2 separate regions of the Capra hircus genome follow, and region 2 is linked to region 1. Evidence: chromatin contacts called from public Hi-C data. All regions are on one chromosome and are shown on one strand. Each heading gives the region's core, a stretch centred on a gene start, on an enhancer-like site or on the middle of the called end of the contact. The rest is flanking DNA. Distances are from core to core; before and after follow the strand shown.

The links. A called contact is a pair of places that touch in the nucleus more often than the background predicts.
Region 2: a Hi-C map of blood shows a contact between it and region 1, with 2.9 times the contacts expected there. The contact joins two enhancer-like sites. A contact is called at or near these places in 2 of 5 Hi-C or Micro-C datasets (both in blood).

What each region holds. Positions count from the first base shown.
Region 1 is chr28:15,860,928-15,868,632 of ARS1.2, forward strand. No RefSeq gene overlaps it. Among named protein-coding and RNA genes, the nearest start is that of CAMK2G, 11 kb to the right of the region's middle. Within about 2 kb of position 1,739, at least 5 of the 5 cell types and tissues checked have an H3K27ac peak or open chromatin away from gene starts, as enhancers often do.
Region 2 is chr28:15,904,192-15,911,617 of ARS1.2, forward strand. CAMK2G (calcium/calmodulin-dependent protein kinase type II subunit gamma) reads left to right here. Exons shown (of 23, transcript XR_001917399.1): 12 at 75-117; 13 at 2,619-2,681; 14 at 4,612-4,655. Among named protein-coding and RNA genes, the nearest start is that of NDST2, 23 kb to the right of the region's middle. Within about 2 kb of position 2,485, at least 1 of the 5 cell types and tissues checked has an H3K27ac peak or open chromatin away from gene starts, as enhancers often do.

The DNA of each region.
Region 1 (7,705 bases), core at 489-2,988:
AATTAACTACTTGCAACTGAAGCCTTGTCTCAGGGTCTGCCTCTGGAAGAAACCAAGGACACAAAATGTTAAGAAAGATTTGAAATGCAGATTTTTATTTATGTTAAAACTTTCCAGTTAGAATTGTGCATGTCAACAAAAACAGGTTTAAGGGTTGGATTTAGCCAACAAACCATCAGTTTGGGATTCCTGATGTAAGCTAAGACTTCATCAATCACCCAGGAAAGGGAACCTGTTTGCTAAAGGATGTTTAAGAAAAGAGTTGAGTGAGAAAGTTCCTAAGGGTGGAAACCCATGGCAGGTGGCAGTGACTGCTTAAAATACGGGGAATTAGAGGGGGGTTGGGCAGTGCTGCGGCAGCTGGAATGGCAGCTCCTGCCCACAGCTCCCTGAAGTGTGCTTCCTCATTTGAATGTGCCGGCAGCCACCACTCCCACCAGGGTAAATCACATGAAGGCCCCATGGGAAGTCTCAGAGCTGCACAGCAGGCCCAGCAGCCGCCTACACCAAACTGGTTCTGCAGCAAGAGTGACAAGCCCGAGCCTGCCAGCTCCAGGGTCCTCAGAATCACACTCTCCTGGTTCCCAGTCAGCAATCCACCCCAGAGCCACGAGACAGCTGCTGCTCTGCACCATCTTGGTCCAGCTCACCTGGCCCCCTGGTGCAAGGAGAGGTCCTGCGACTGTGTGTGAGGAGCTGATGCAGGAAGCCGAGAGCCCCTTCTTTTGGCACTTCTCACCAAGCCAGCTTGCTGGTAGTCATCCAGCTCAGGCACCCAAAGTGCTGACTGGAGGCACTGTCATCCTGGTGCTGTACAGAGGAAGACACACCAGGCCCCGGAGGGCAGAGGGCTCTGCCTGGCTGAGATGCCCAGACAGGTCCACGGGTGACAGGCACCACCTTACGCCAAGCCGTCTCCAGCAGTGTTTGCAGAACCTGTGCTATTTTAAGTTCTTTTGTCATCACTGCAAGCAAAGTGGACTGAGGGAGTCTGATTAGAAGGGAAAGAACCGGTTTAACAGAGCTGGGGTAGTGGGAGCTGCATCCCTGAGCTGGCAACCTAGAGCCAGGCAGAAGAGCTCAATGCTTCTTGGGCTCAGGACTCAGTTAGGTGTCAGCACTGGCTTCTGAGCAACTTGTCCAACAAAAGAGCAAAGAGGAAGACTCTCAGATTCAGGGCCTAGTGGCTACAATGACCAACACAGGAATAACCATGACACCAATAATACGCTATAAATGTGCTTCCCAGTTTATGTTACCTTCACGGATGTGATCTCATTTCATCCTTACTGCAGTCCCATGAGGCAGCAGGTATGATTTGTCCCACCTTAAATAAAAGGAGTCTAGGATTCACCAAAGTAAGTGACATGCCCAAGGTCATCGTCAACAAAGTGACAATGAGTTGCCTGAATCAGTTGCAGAAGGGAGTTTGGGAACCTAGACCTGTACATCTAGAGGTCTTTATAGAGAGAGAGGAGTATAGAGAGAGAAGGGGAACCTTGGCCTTCTGTTGGTGGCCCCAGGAAATGTGGGGCTTAGTGCATCAGTGGCTGAGGGATGGACCTGCCCCACATCTTGTGGGTGGTCTGGCACTACAGGGTGGTCACAACAGGCATCAGGGCAGCTCCATCGTCTCTCTTAGGTGTCGGGGTCAAAGGGTTTTTCTCTCCCCTCATGCCGCCCCACTGAGTCAGCTCTCTGGCATCGCCCTGGCATGTCTTGGGCCCCATGCCCAGGCAGTGAGGAGGCACTGGCAGATTGCCCCAGGGAACGCTGCTGTCTTAAGCCAGTTCCCAGTTAAGGCCCCCCTTCTGGAGGGCAGTCCAACAATGGCCGGATTGGGAGCTGCAACTTATAGGCAAAGGATGAGTCTCCCTCATCCCTGGATTTCCTGGCATAGGTGGCATTGGGAACTTGCCTTAACCTGAGGGCCGCAGCCCAGGAGGGGATGTGGGGACCAAATGCATTTTACAGACTGGCTGTGCCAGGCTTCTAACCAGATCCCTGCTTGGGTTTCTGGTCACATCCAAATAGCTAGGGAGGGAGTTGCTTTTGGACAGAAAAGGGGAAAAGAGAGCCAAGACTCCAGCCTGAAGCTGCCTCAGCTGTTTCTGGGACTCTGACTCAGAAGCTGCTTCTCAGGAATGTTGAGCACATGGGCCTCTGAGCCCTTGTCCATGCACAGCGGAATGAACAGCTGGAGTGTGGGGAATGTTTCACCCTTCTTCGTCTTCTCTAAGGATGCCTTTTCCAGAGAAACTTCACCACTGGGCAGAGTGAGGGCTTATCCTTAGCCTGGTCACTTTGTCCATGAAGGAAAACTCCCCCACCACCAGGGATCAACCCTGACAATGACTGCCTGCAGCTACCAATTTGCCCTTATCAAAATGCTGCATTGCCTGGGTGTCTATCTCTACCCGTCTCTCTATCTACTTAACTCTGTTGCAATTTCCTTAATCTCATGTTTCCTGGTTTAAAAAAAAACAACAACAAAAAATGTGCCCTGAACATATTATTCATCTGGTAAATATACTGATTTGCTGATAACCTGAGGACCAGGAACAAAGAAAAGAAAGAGGTAAAGAGAAAGCAATGAGAAAGCCAGAAGTCTGGGTCACACTCCAAAATCTGGGGAATCTACTTCCCTTCCCAAGCAAAGCTCCTAGGCTGCTTGGAGAAAGGAGACCAGAAAGGCTGTGGTGATGTGCCCTGGAACTTCCTTGCCCCCAGACACCCTCAGATGTGCTAGAAGCCACTGGGAACCCTTCGGGGGCCCTGCAGCAATTCTCCAAATACAGGCAAAGGTTCTTTTCTCTGTTTCTTGCCTTTATTTCCTTTCTCTGGATTAGGTAGATATCACATAGGTTGATCCACAGTGAACTGAAGACACAAGGAAAACTAATCCTGGAATTTAAACCATGTTCGCAGCTTATTTTTAGATTTTATGTTTAATTGTCTCCTTAGATCATAAGAGCAGGGAGGGCAGGAACAGAGTCTGTCTCGTTCACCGAGGTAGATCCGGAGTCTGGGACACTGCATGGTACCGGGCAGGAACTCAGTAGGTTGCTCCATATACATTTCTTGATTTGGCTAATTCAGGGGCATCTAGAACTACTTGTTGCTTCGCCTGCTATCTAGCTGCCATCAGCAACTTTTTCTGGAGCTAACTTGTCCCAGGTCTGGGAATCTGATGACCTATCAGAAGAAACTGAAGCCAGAGACACTGATAGGCCCTCTCTGCGGCCTTGGATTCTAGAACAGACTTGTTGTTGGAAATGACTCCTACGGGTGGGGTCGACTGAGCAAGCCACAGCCCTGCTGGCTCTCTAAAAACCAGGCCTACCGCGGCCTCTAGTGGACAAGCAGAATCACTGCCTTTTTGGGGTAGAGGTCCAACTTCCACACCTCTCTGCCCCCAGGATCGCCAGGTTCTCCATCCTTAGACTCATGGTCAAGAGTACACAAAATGGCACCACTACCAAGAAAATGGACCATATCAGAACCATAGACCAACCATCCTTGTTGTATTTTGGGGTCCAGCAGGACATTCAAGTGGGAATATCTGATGTGTGATCATCTGTAACTCAGGACTGGGATCTAAGAGCCTTGGGACCTGCTCTGGAGTCCAGAAAGTTGGACCTTGGTCCTTCCTGAGGCCATCCCTGCCTGACCTGTAAGCATATCCCCAGCCAGACACTATTTTCATCTGGCTGGTTCCTGTTCCTCTCCTTTTCATGCCCTCCCCTGACCACACAGTCGCCCAAACATCTGCCAGGCCCTCCGTATCTCAAGACCTGATTCAAATTCACTTCTTTTTTTCTCCTCAGTTCGCTGACCACGGATTGAACCCTTGAAGCCGGGCCGTGGCAGTGAAAGCCAGAAAACTAACGTTTAGGCCACCATGGAACTTCCTGCATTCTCTTCCCTGCCAGCAATGCTCTCCCATCTCCACCCCTATCTGCCAACATCCTTTCCCTTCTTCTTTCTCTTCCATTAAGTCTTTTCTGATTATTCCAACTGATCTGATTATTCCCCCTTTAAAAATCCCATGCATGCATGCGAGCTTCAGTCATTTTTGACTCTTTGTGACCCAATGGAGCCCTCCAGGCTCCACTGTCAATGGGATTCTCCAGGCAAGAATACTGGAGTGGGTTGCCATGACCTCCTCCAGGGGATCTTACCCACCCAGGGATTGAACCCACGCCTCTTACATCACCTGCATTGGTAGGGGGTTTCTTTACCACTAGCACCACCTGGGAAGCCCCAAAGTCCCATAGCACTTTGCTTTTATCTTCTTTGCATTTACTGAGTACCTACTACATCCCAGGCGCTTTAGACATGGAGGATACCAAGATGAACATAAACATCCTACACAAAAGAGGTATAATCATACCGACAAATGTGAGATCACACTTGGGACAAGTTCTTTGAAGGAGGGGTGTGTGGACTTTGAGGGGCTGTCATGATAGGGATTTGATCTGGTCAAGAGGCCAGGGAAAACCTCTCTGAGAAAGTGACAACTGAGCAGAGAAATGGAGGATAGGCAGAGGAGGGGAAATGTGATTCAGGCAGCCCTTTGTACTGGGGTACTAATCTTTCATATTGTCCTTTTATTACCATGCCTATCTTCTTGTCCCCAGTGAATAAAGCTCCTTTAAGGCATGAACTATTTCTGGCCCATCTTTCTATCCCTTAGAAGAGTTAGGACTGAAGCTTACCCATACTGGGGAGATGGTTATCTAAATGGACTGAGGGGATGTTGAAACTGAACAAGATTCTGGAGCCTTCCTGGGTACAAGAGACTCTCTGTGTCTACCCATTTCTTGTTTATAGAAAAAGCTTTAGTCTCCTAGGCCTTCCTGGAATTTCAAAGAGCAGATTCGAGCAGTTAATGATTAGAATAATCACAGGACTCCTGGATCCTCCAGAAGAGATACAGATAACCATCTGATGCATATCTTTGACTTGTTCTGCAGAAACTATCCCCCACCCTGACCCAGGTGGAGGATGGTGACTATACTCTGACCACAAGCTCTAGACCCCAGACTGGTTGGAACCAGAAAGTTAATGACAGAGATTCCCAAAACATCACCCTGTTACCTTCAGTTCAGTCATTCAGTCGTGTTCGACTCTTTGTGACCCCATGAATTGCAGTACGCCAGGCCTCCCTTCCATCACCAACTCCCGGAGTTCACTCAAACTCACGTCCATTGAGTCGGTGATGCCATCCAGCCATCTCATCCTCTGTCATCCCCTTCTCCTCCTGCCCTCAATCCCTCCCAGCATCAGAGTCTTTTCCAGTGAGTCAGCTCTTCGCATGAGGTGGCCAACGTACTGGAGTTTCAGCTTTAGCATCATTCTTTCCAAAGAACACCCAGGGCTGATCTCCTTCAGAATGGACTGGTTGGATCTCCTTGCAGTCCATGGGACTCTCAACAGTCTTCTCCAGCACCACAGTTCAAAAGCATCAATTCTTTGGCACTCAGCTTTCTTCACAGCCCAACTCTCACATCCATACATGACTACTGGAAAAACCATGGCCTTGTCTAGATGGACCTTTGTTGGCAAAGTAATGTCTCTGCTTTTGAATATGCTATCTATCTATGTTGGTCATAACTTTCCTTCGAGGTCAGGGGCGGTGGCTGAGAGGAGCAACCCCACGTCCAAGGAGCGGTGGCTACATGGGCACAGGAGGGCCGAGAGGAGCTACTCTACGTTCAAGATCAGGAGGGGTGGTGGTGAGGAGATATCCCTTGTCCAAGGTAAGGAGCAGCAGCTGTGCTTTGCTGGAGCAGCTGTGAAGAGATACCCCACGTCCAAGGTAAGAGAAACCCAAGTAAGATGGTAGGTGTTGCAAGAGGGCATCAGAGGGCAGACACACTGAAACCATACTCACAGAAAACTAGTCAGTCTAATCACACTAGGACCACAGCCTTGTCTAACTCAATGAAACTAAGCCATGCCCTGTGGGGCCACCCAAGATGGGTGGGTCATGGTGGAGAGGTCTGACAGAATGTGGTCCACTGGAGAAGGGAATGGCAAACCACTTCAGTATTCTTGCCTTAAGAACCCCATGAACAGTATGAAAAGGCAAAATGATAGGATACTTAAAGAGGAACTCCCCAGGTCAGTAGGTGCCCAATATGCTACTGGAGATCAGTGGAGAAATAATTCCAGAAAGACTGAAGGGATGGAGCCAAAGGAACAATACCCAGTTGTGGATGTGACTAGTGATAGAAGCAAGGTCCGATGCTGTAAAGAGCAATATTGCACAGGAACCTAGAATGTTAGGTCCATGAATTAAGGCAAATTGGAAGTGGTCAAACAGGAGATGGCAAGAGTGAATGTCGACATTCTAGGAATCAGCAAACTAAAATGGACTGGAATGGGTGAATTTAACTCAAATGATCTGTTACCTTGCTGCTGCTGCTGCTAAGTCCCTTCAGTCATGTCCAACTCTGTGCGACCCCATAGACGGCAGCCCACCAGGCCCCCCCGTCCCTGGGATTCTCCAGGCAAGAACACTGGAGTGGGTTGCCATTTCCTTCTCCAATGCATAAAAGTGAAAAGTCAAAGTGAAGTCGCTCAGTCGTGTCCAACTCTTAGTGATCCCATGGATTGCAGCCTACCGGGCTCCACCATCCATGGGATTTTCCAGGCAAGAGTACTGGAGTGGGGTTCCATTGCCTTTGTTACCTTACCACCAACCAAACAGAACAAAGTTGTTGAGCTGATCACACACCCTGCAATCCTCACCCCTAATGTTGCCTTTAAAAACCATTCCCTGAGAGCCATTAAGAAGTTCGGATATTCTGAGCATGAGTTGCCTGTTCTCCTTGCTTGGCATCCTGAAATATTTGCTGTACTATCCTTCACCAGAATTTGGGGTCAGTAGATGGGTTTGTAAGAAGCAGAGTAACAACACTGGTTATTTCTGCAAGAACCCCTCTGCACATCACTCCCAGAAGCCCTAGAGTGCTGAGAGGTCATCCTGGGCTCATCTCACCACCCTTCTTTATGGTATGCAAGGAATATCATTTCCAGCTTCAGACCCAGATTTATGTCCATCTCTGATCAAGGGATCCTCTCACACTGAGTTGGGGTTTGGGGTCTTGTGCCTCTGTGAGCACAGAGGCAGCCGTCCTTGTGGAAGGAGCACTAGGGCAGTTGTACTAGATAGCGGGCTTTGACAAGGCTCTGGGTCCTAGTTTCCTCCTTCTTCTCCACTTGCCCGCTCTGCTCCCACCATACCAGCCTTCTTCCCGCCCCTTGAATATTTTTTCTCAGGCTATCACTGCTCTTTCTTCCCCCAGGAATGGTCTTGTCCCAGATCTTGAAGTGACCAGCTCCTTATCGTCATTTAGGTCTCCCGTACAAGTCACTTTCCGGGGGCAGCCAGAGCTAAGAACTTCAGCTAAGTTTTCTAGTCTCTCCCCATTCCTGGCTCTCCGATCCGTTGCTTTACTTTCTCTGTAGAATTCCAATCTAAAATGACCTCTTTCTAGTTTCATCGCCTGCCCACAAGAATGTAAGTTCTCTGAGGGCAGGAGTTTTGTCGTATTGTGGTATGGTTCTCTTCTGCTTCCCCAGTGACTAGAAGAGAAAAAGTGATAGTGTCAATCACTTAGCTGTGTCCATCTTTTTGCAATCACATGGACTGTAGCCCTCCAGGCTCCTCTGTCCATGAAATTCTCCAGGCAAGAAT
Region 2 (7,426 bases), core at 1,235-3,734, 44 kb after region 1:
TTGCACTCTGCCTGAGAACAGAGCGCGCTTCTGTAGAGCCCGATGGAATTCACAAGACCCTCTTCTTTTTCCAGGGTGCCATCCTCACAACCATGCTTGTCTCCAGGAACTTTTCAGGTATGTGTTCGGCTGTGCACTTTCATTCTTTGAGGTGAGTGGGTCAGGATGGGCCGTTCCCAGGTATCATGCCATCCCGATGCTGGGTATCTCAGGCAGTACCTTGACCAGGATGGTGAGGATGCTGTTTGGAGGCCCTGCTACAGCTGAGTCTTGTAACCTGAAATTCTGGGGGGCTTTACTTGACCTCAGATTTATGATCGGTGTTTCCTAGAACCTCACAAAGAGTAGCCTGCCCAGTCTTCCATTTATGCTGTCCTTGGGGATTCTTTTTTTTTGTTTTTCCCTTGGGGATTCTTAATTCTCTGAAGACTCTCAGCACTTTAAGATTTTAGACAGTCTCAAGGGCACTGGAGGATGTGCTTGGGAAAAGAAAGAGATGAGATAGAGTGAATCTTCCCAGTTACCCCCATTAATTGGCCGACTGGGACGATCTCTACGTTGTTGTGTCCAAGTAGCGATGACTAATAGAAATCATTCTAGATGTTTAAACCATTTACAGCGACTATGCTTAAAGTATTCTCTGTGATACCAACCGTAAAAATGAAGAAACAAGCCAGCAGGATGGAGGGAAAGGAACTTGCTTAAATTTGTATGCGGAATTGGGAATCTTGGGATCAATAATTTGTAAATCACACTTGACATTTCTTTTTAAGATGCAAGACACTCCACCTTCCCTCCCCCCCCCCCCGCCCCCGCCCTCATCATTGTTGGCCTTCAGTTGGGAAGCATTGTGGCTTTTCTGTGAGGAGAAGAGAGTAATGACAGGACTTAAAAGACTAGAAAGGTGTCTTCCCAACTTGCCTTTTCCCCTGGTCCTCCCTCCCCCACCCCCCCAGCCCCACTGGCTTGGTTCAGAACTTCCCCCTGCTTTCTCATAACCAGACTCCCGCCCTTGCTTTCCTTCTGCACAGCCATCGTGTGGGGGGGGGGGGGGGTGTGCAGGAGGCTCAGGTGGATGGCTTCCTGGGCAGAGATTGCTCCCTTGAACTTGAGTCCATAGGCCTGGCTCTAGTAGTTCCTGGTAACCTCCAGCCTTGCCTCTGGGGTTTCATGAACTCTAGACTGTGAGCCACAGGGCCCCGGAAGGTCAGGACTAGACAGTGAGCTGGGAGACTGTCCTCCTCAGAGGGACCTGTGGCCCTGGCTGGGGCTCAGTCTTGTGTTGTGGGCACCCATGAAGGAAAGGCTGTGTGTTGGATTCGCCTTGCAGATGGGGATAGGAGGGCGCAGTGAGCCACCTCCAGCAGAGGTGGAGCTGTTGCCCCCCTTGGGCCTCTGGTCGGCTACTTCTGCTTACAGAGTCTTTGTTCTGGGTTTAAGAAAGCCCTTTGAGAGGATGCTCAAGGGCAGTTCTGTGCCCACCCTAGAGTGGGGTGATCTGTTCTCTCTGAGTAGAAGAGACGTGAAACAGGCTGCTAGGAAATCGATAGCATGTGCCCGGCCATGAGACAGCCTCCGCGTCAGCTTCTTGTCCATTTCAGGAAATTGGTGTCCTAGTTTCAGGAACTCGGTCTCTGTTAGGACACAGCACCTTCCCTGGTCCCTAAAGAGCCTCCTGTCCTTGCTGCTCAGACTCTGTCTGGCCTTCATACTCACTTTGCCCTGGCTCAAGAGACCAAAAAAAAAAAAAAATGTTGCAAGCATTCCAGGATAACCTCTTCTGCCCTGACTCTGGGACAGGTGAAGACAGCCTGTCTCCAGAAGCTTCTGTAGAAAGAGGTGTGTACAGGTATAATCAAGAAGAAAGGGCACTTGGTGTGCTCCTTCAGGAACAAGTGAGACTGTTTGCTGAGTTGATCCCAGGTAGAAAGTTCAGCTTATCCCTGGATTGGAGCAGGCTGGCCAATGGTGAAATAGGGGCTTCTAGAATGTATTGCTTTAGCAGCCTTGATTTTCTTTCTGGGGGCTCATTTTTTGGGCATCTCCACCTTTGGAACACTGTGAATAAAGCCTTTCCTGGCCACCTGCCTTGAAGAGGGAAAGTGACCTGTGTCTCTGAGAAGCTGAGGGCTGTGAACTAGGGCCACAGACCCTCCCCGGGCCCCAGGTGGGCGAAGGAAAGGGCTGCCATCTGGAAATGCCCTCCTTTAGGTCCCCTCGAGAGGAAGGTCTGCAGATGAGATTCCGACTCCTCCCAGCCTTAAGCTGGGGCAGGGCTGCCTTGGAAAGGACAGCCACCTCTCTCCAGGTCAGGTTTGGGCCTGCAGACCTTCCACCCGAGGTGGTCATGGGACAGGTGGAGCCCTGGGATTTCCCCACGACCTGCCCGAGCCTGGCCCTCTCAGGTCCCCAGACTGCTGCAGGGCTGGCTGCACCTGCTCACCAGCCTGCCCCCGGCGCCTCCGCTCCCCCAGCTCGGCCGGCTTGGCCACGCCGCCCGGATCCTGCTGTGCGCGGCGGCAGCGGGTTCCTGCGCCTCGCGCTGGGGCATGCTCGCTGCTGACTGGCCCCCGTGGCTTTGCGGCAGCTCTGTGCACTGAGAGACTGTATCCCCTCAGTTGGCAGGCAGAGCTCCGCCCCCGCCTCGCCTGCCGCGAGCGCCGCCGGCCTGGCCGGGCAAGGTACGTGGCATGAGTCCTCCCCGACCGCCTGCCTCGGCTCCCTGCCACCCCACCAGGAGGGCCAGCATGCCAGGCCCGCTCACCAGGGAGGCGAGTCCCATGCTTGCGGGCTGAGATGGGCATGCCGGACGGACCACCTAACTTGGCATCTGCGAGCGCCTCGGTGTTACGGAGCCCCCTAACCAGCCGTGCATGCTGGGCGCTTGCCAACTCTCAGGAGGCAATAGCCTGGGGACGTGGAGCTGGGCAGCAGGAGGCTTTCCTCCCAACGCGCCGCCCGCCTGACAGCCTGGCCTACCTGTGAGGGCTGCGGCCAAGGCGACCCGAGACAACCCTGGCCTGGCCGGGACCTGCGCTGGGGGCCAGGACTAGGCTTCAGCCGCACTGGTAGGCCCCGCCCCGCCGCTGGGGCAGCCACGCCCCTCAAAATTATGAGGTCTGGCCTTGCAAGCCTCTGGGTCTGGAAGGCAATAGAGTGCAGAAGCTGTGCAGACAGCCGTCCCTGGTTTTGGATCCTAGCCTTGCCTCACCCTGAGCAAGTCACAGCAGCTCTCCCATCCTTAGTATCCTCATCTCTCCAATGGAGCTAATAATATAACAATTAAAATCATTTTTGGCTAAGGCTCTCAACGCTGCCTGTAGGAGAAGACTTGTCCAAAAAATATATTCCTGTGGCTGAGACCCCACCCCAGATAAATAAAATCAGAATCCCTAAGGCATGGGATAGGTATAAGCTTTCCCCCCACCCCCAAATTCCCAAGTGATTCTGATGTACTATCAGAGTTGAGAACTTTGATGTATGTAAAGCACTTAACACAGTGGCTGGTCAGGCATAGTAGTAAGCGCATTAAAAATAATTTTTTTTCAGATCACCCCAGCATTAACTGGAGATAGGACCGAAGTCTGTTTTGGGAGGTCAGAGGAGTTGTGATTCTCACGGGAGACCCAGATTGGGTAGGAATGGCCACCTGAAGGGAAGAATGGCAGCGGTAGTGACAGTTGTTACCACTTGCTGAGTGCTTGCTATGTGCCAGGCACTCTGCTAAGTGCTTTTCATGCCACGATCCCATTTTATAGATAAAGAAACAGGTTCAGAGAGATTAAGTAACTCACACAGCTAGCAAGCAGTAGACCCTAGATGCAAGCCCATCAGAGTCAAGGTGGACAGACAGTTGGACTGATTCCATCTCCCTGGAATCTCCCATCCACTGCCTGCCACCTTCCTGTGGCCTTTGTGGCCAACAGACATCGCCATCCTTCCTAGTGGAGCTCATCAGCATCAGCCTGTCCCTGGCTAGAGTCTGTCTGCCCAGTCCTTTCTGCTCAGTGGATCCAGAGACTAGACTCTGAGGAAAGGGTGGCATTGAGGACCTGCCCAGTCAAGGCTTCAGCCCCCCGGCAAAACCCTCCTGTAGGTGGTCCTGGTCTCTGTGTCTGTGTCTGTCTGTCTTCACGTCTGGTCTCCTCCGTGAACTGTGCCACTCTTGTTTCTTGAGAACACTCAGGAGATGTCTTGCATCCTTGCAGCTTGGCCGTCCTGAGAATTTCCACGGCATCTAGGGGTGGAGCCCTCACCTTTCACCCTGGCACTCTGCTTCCAGGCCTAGGTGGAAGCTGTTGAAGGCAGAGTTCCCAATCGCCCAGGCAGCCCCAGTGTTGACTGTGGTTTTCTCCCAAGCCCGGAGTGTCCTTGTTTCTGCTGAGTCCTCTTCCATGGCAGAGGAGATCCTGGGGTGCCACCCTGCGGATCTGACGCTGCCTGAGATGCCCTTCTTGCTTTGGGGCCTCAGGAAGGGCCTCATTTAGGGGTTTCAGGAGACTCTTGGCCCCTTTGTCAAACATGTCAGTCTCTTGCGGATCCAGCTGCCAGACTTCAGGTTGAAGAGAGGGTACAATGCAGGAGACTTGATTTTTCTCTTTGTTTTCACAGCTGCCAAAAGCCTATTGAACAAGAAGTCGGACGGCGGTGTCAAGGTAGGTGTCTCCACTCCTGCAGCCCAAGTGTGGCCCCTCTCCCTGAAAAGTCACTCCTGGGACTCCTTGGCACTTTGTCTCCCCTTTCCCCAAGAACCTCCCTATCCTTGCTTTTTGCTTTAAGCCAGAAACCTCTGTGCTCAGAACAGCAGGTTCCACTGGCCTGGGAGGGCAGAGGGATACGTGCTTCACCTGACCCTAGCTTGATTGGAAAGACTCAGGGGAGGTGATTCAAACTATAGTTTGCTAGGACTGAATCCTGAACTTGACTTCCAGACACAGGTTTTATCTCCAGGGCTTGACTCTCTGGGTTTTTTAGGTTATTGGTTAATCTTATTTTCTTTTAAAAGTAGAAACCCATTTAATCAAAGGAAAACAAAGTTTGCCTGGTTGACTCAGGGCACAAGGCTTGGCACCTGAAGCTACTATCCTTTTTCTCTTTTTTCTGATCTCCAAAGCACTTCCAGAACTCAGCTCAGATACCGTTGAGGGAAAGCTTCTTGAACTGTCTCAAGGCATAGGTGCCTTAGAAACAGGCAAGGGACTTGGTTATCACAGCTCATCTTCATTTGGTGAGGGAAACTTTTCTGGGGGATCAAGGCAAGAGGAGGGACCAGGCCCCATAAACAGGAAGTCTCAGTGAGGGTGGCTGCTTGGCCAAGGTAGAGGGGTCCACACAAAGCTCAAGGTATTCTTAGATGCTTTGGGGCCATAAAGCGCCCTGGGCTGGGGAGATAGATAGGAGTTCATGCTATCTTGAAACCTACCAACTTATATGGCAGAGAATTTCAAACCATTATCATGCAAACCTTTAAATTAAGACGTAAGTTTAAATTAGACTTTTCCCTGGGGTCTTATGTTCCCCACTGAGATAGAGCTGTGCCCCTTTCCCTGCCCCCATCCCTTCCTTTCTCTCTCATTCTTTGCATGCCTGCTTCCGTGTACTTCTGCCCTAAGGAGGGGAGCTTGGGCTCCACACACACCTGCTGACATAGAGCTGGGGTTGATTGGCAGCCCCTCAGTTTCAGGGTTGTGGACTAGATGGTGGAGCCTAGTTAGGGAAAAGGTGTGTGTGTGTGTACTTAGTTGCTTAGTCGTGTCCAACTCTCTGTGACCCCAGGGACTATAGCTGCCAGGCTCCTCTGTCCATAGGTTATCCTGGCAAGAAAACTAGAGCGAGTTGCCATTTCCTCCTCCAGAAGATCTGCCCGACCCAGAGATTGAACCTGTGTCCCTTGCATTGGCAGGTGGATTCTTTACCAAGGTGGTCAGTTTATTTAGAGATTTTGCATGTGTCTTTCTGGAGAAGAAGCTAGAATCTGTCTTCACAAAGTGTTTATTAAATACCTATCAGAGGCTCAGTGCCAGGGGCACATAAGAGGTATAAAGAGGAGATGCAGATCGCATTCAGTCTCAAGAGGTTGCAAGGTTAATTGAAAAGGAAAGTGGACACAGCTGGGATCAGCTAAGCACTGAATGGTACATGGACCCTACAAGGGATGGTTCAGTCCAAGAAGCTTCTGGGAAGAAACTTACTGGAGAAAGCTACAGGATGTAGGGAGATTGGACCCAAGTCAGTGATTGCCTTTAGAAAATGGAATTGGAGGCAAGGGTAGGATGGGGAGACACACCATTATTTATTTTTTTTAACTTGTACACATGTTTCTTTAAAATGGGAATATATTACTTCTGTAACTTAAAAACAACAAAAAGTATTTTTATAGGTTCTATTATACATGTTGATGTTCTCTGCTCAACTGAAACATGGAATATATGGTAAAGGGATACAGAAAACACAGCTGGATTGGTCTGGTTGGGCAGAGAAATTGGAGGTTTGTGTGTTAGACCACAGGAAACACCGTAGGCCGCTGAGCAGGGAAGGTTAAGAGTGATGTTTTCGAAAGACTTGGCTGAGTGTGTAAGGGTAAATAGAGGATGGTAGTGTCAACCACAAATTGGCACTTGCCATTGGTACTTAGCATCTACCTCTACAAGGATTAAATCATATGCTGCTACAGCTACTAATTTTCAACACCCCCTGGAAGGAGTTCAGGGTGGAGAGCTGCAACGAGGCACTCTATGCTCTGGTAGAAACTGGCAGAACAGCTCTTCAGATAGTTAGATATAATCAGGAGCCAATTTTATGAGCCCAGTTCATTCTTATAACTTCCCATATCTAGAAAACCACTAAAATCTTTCATGGTGACAAGTGTTCCTCGTGACTAGCAGAAACCTTCTGCAAAAAATATATATATATGTGTTTGATGGCATGTACTTCCTCTTTACCGAAATCGCACATATACTGACCTTCCCCTCTACTTCTTTGGAGCAGTTTCTCAGAGTTATCTGAGGTGCTGTCGCCTGGGCTATCGTCCTCATTTTTGCTCCAAATAATACTTAATTCACAATTCTCACACTGTGCATTTTTTAAGTTGACAGTAGGAGCTAGACACAGAAGTATCAACTAGGGCTTATTATAGTCTGGGTATAGGGTGAAGTGAAGATGATGAGAAATACAGAGTTAATATTCAAACTAACCAGAGGAGCACAGACCGACCAGCTGGAATAGGTGCTGCCTATGGGTCATTGGTCCAGCTCTACCCACGAGTGCCAGGCTTGGATTAGACGTTAGCCCTGATAAGGGGTATGACAGTGGATGTTCTCATTGGATTCAGGGATTAAAAGAGGGTCCATCAAAGGTAATGTCAAAGTTTCAGGACTGTTAAAAGAAATGGTGGTATTTCTGCTGGAATGGGGAGTAGTGAAGGAAT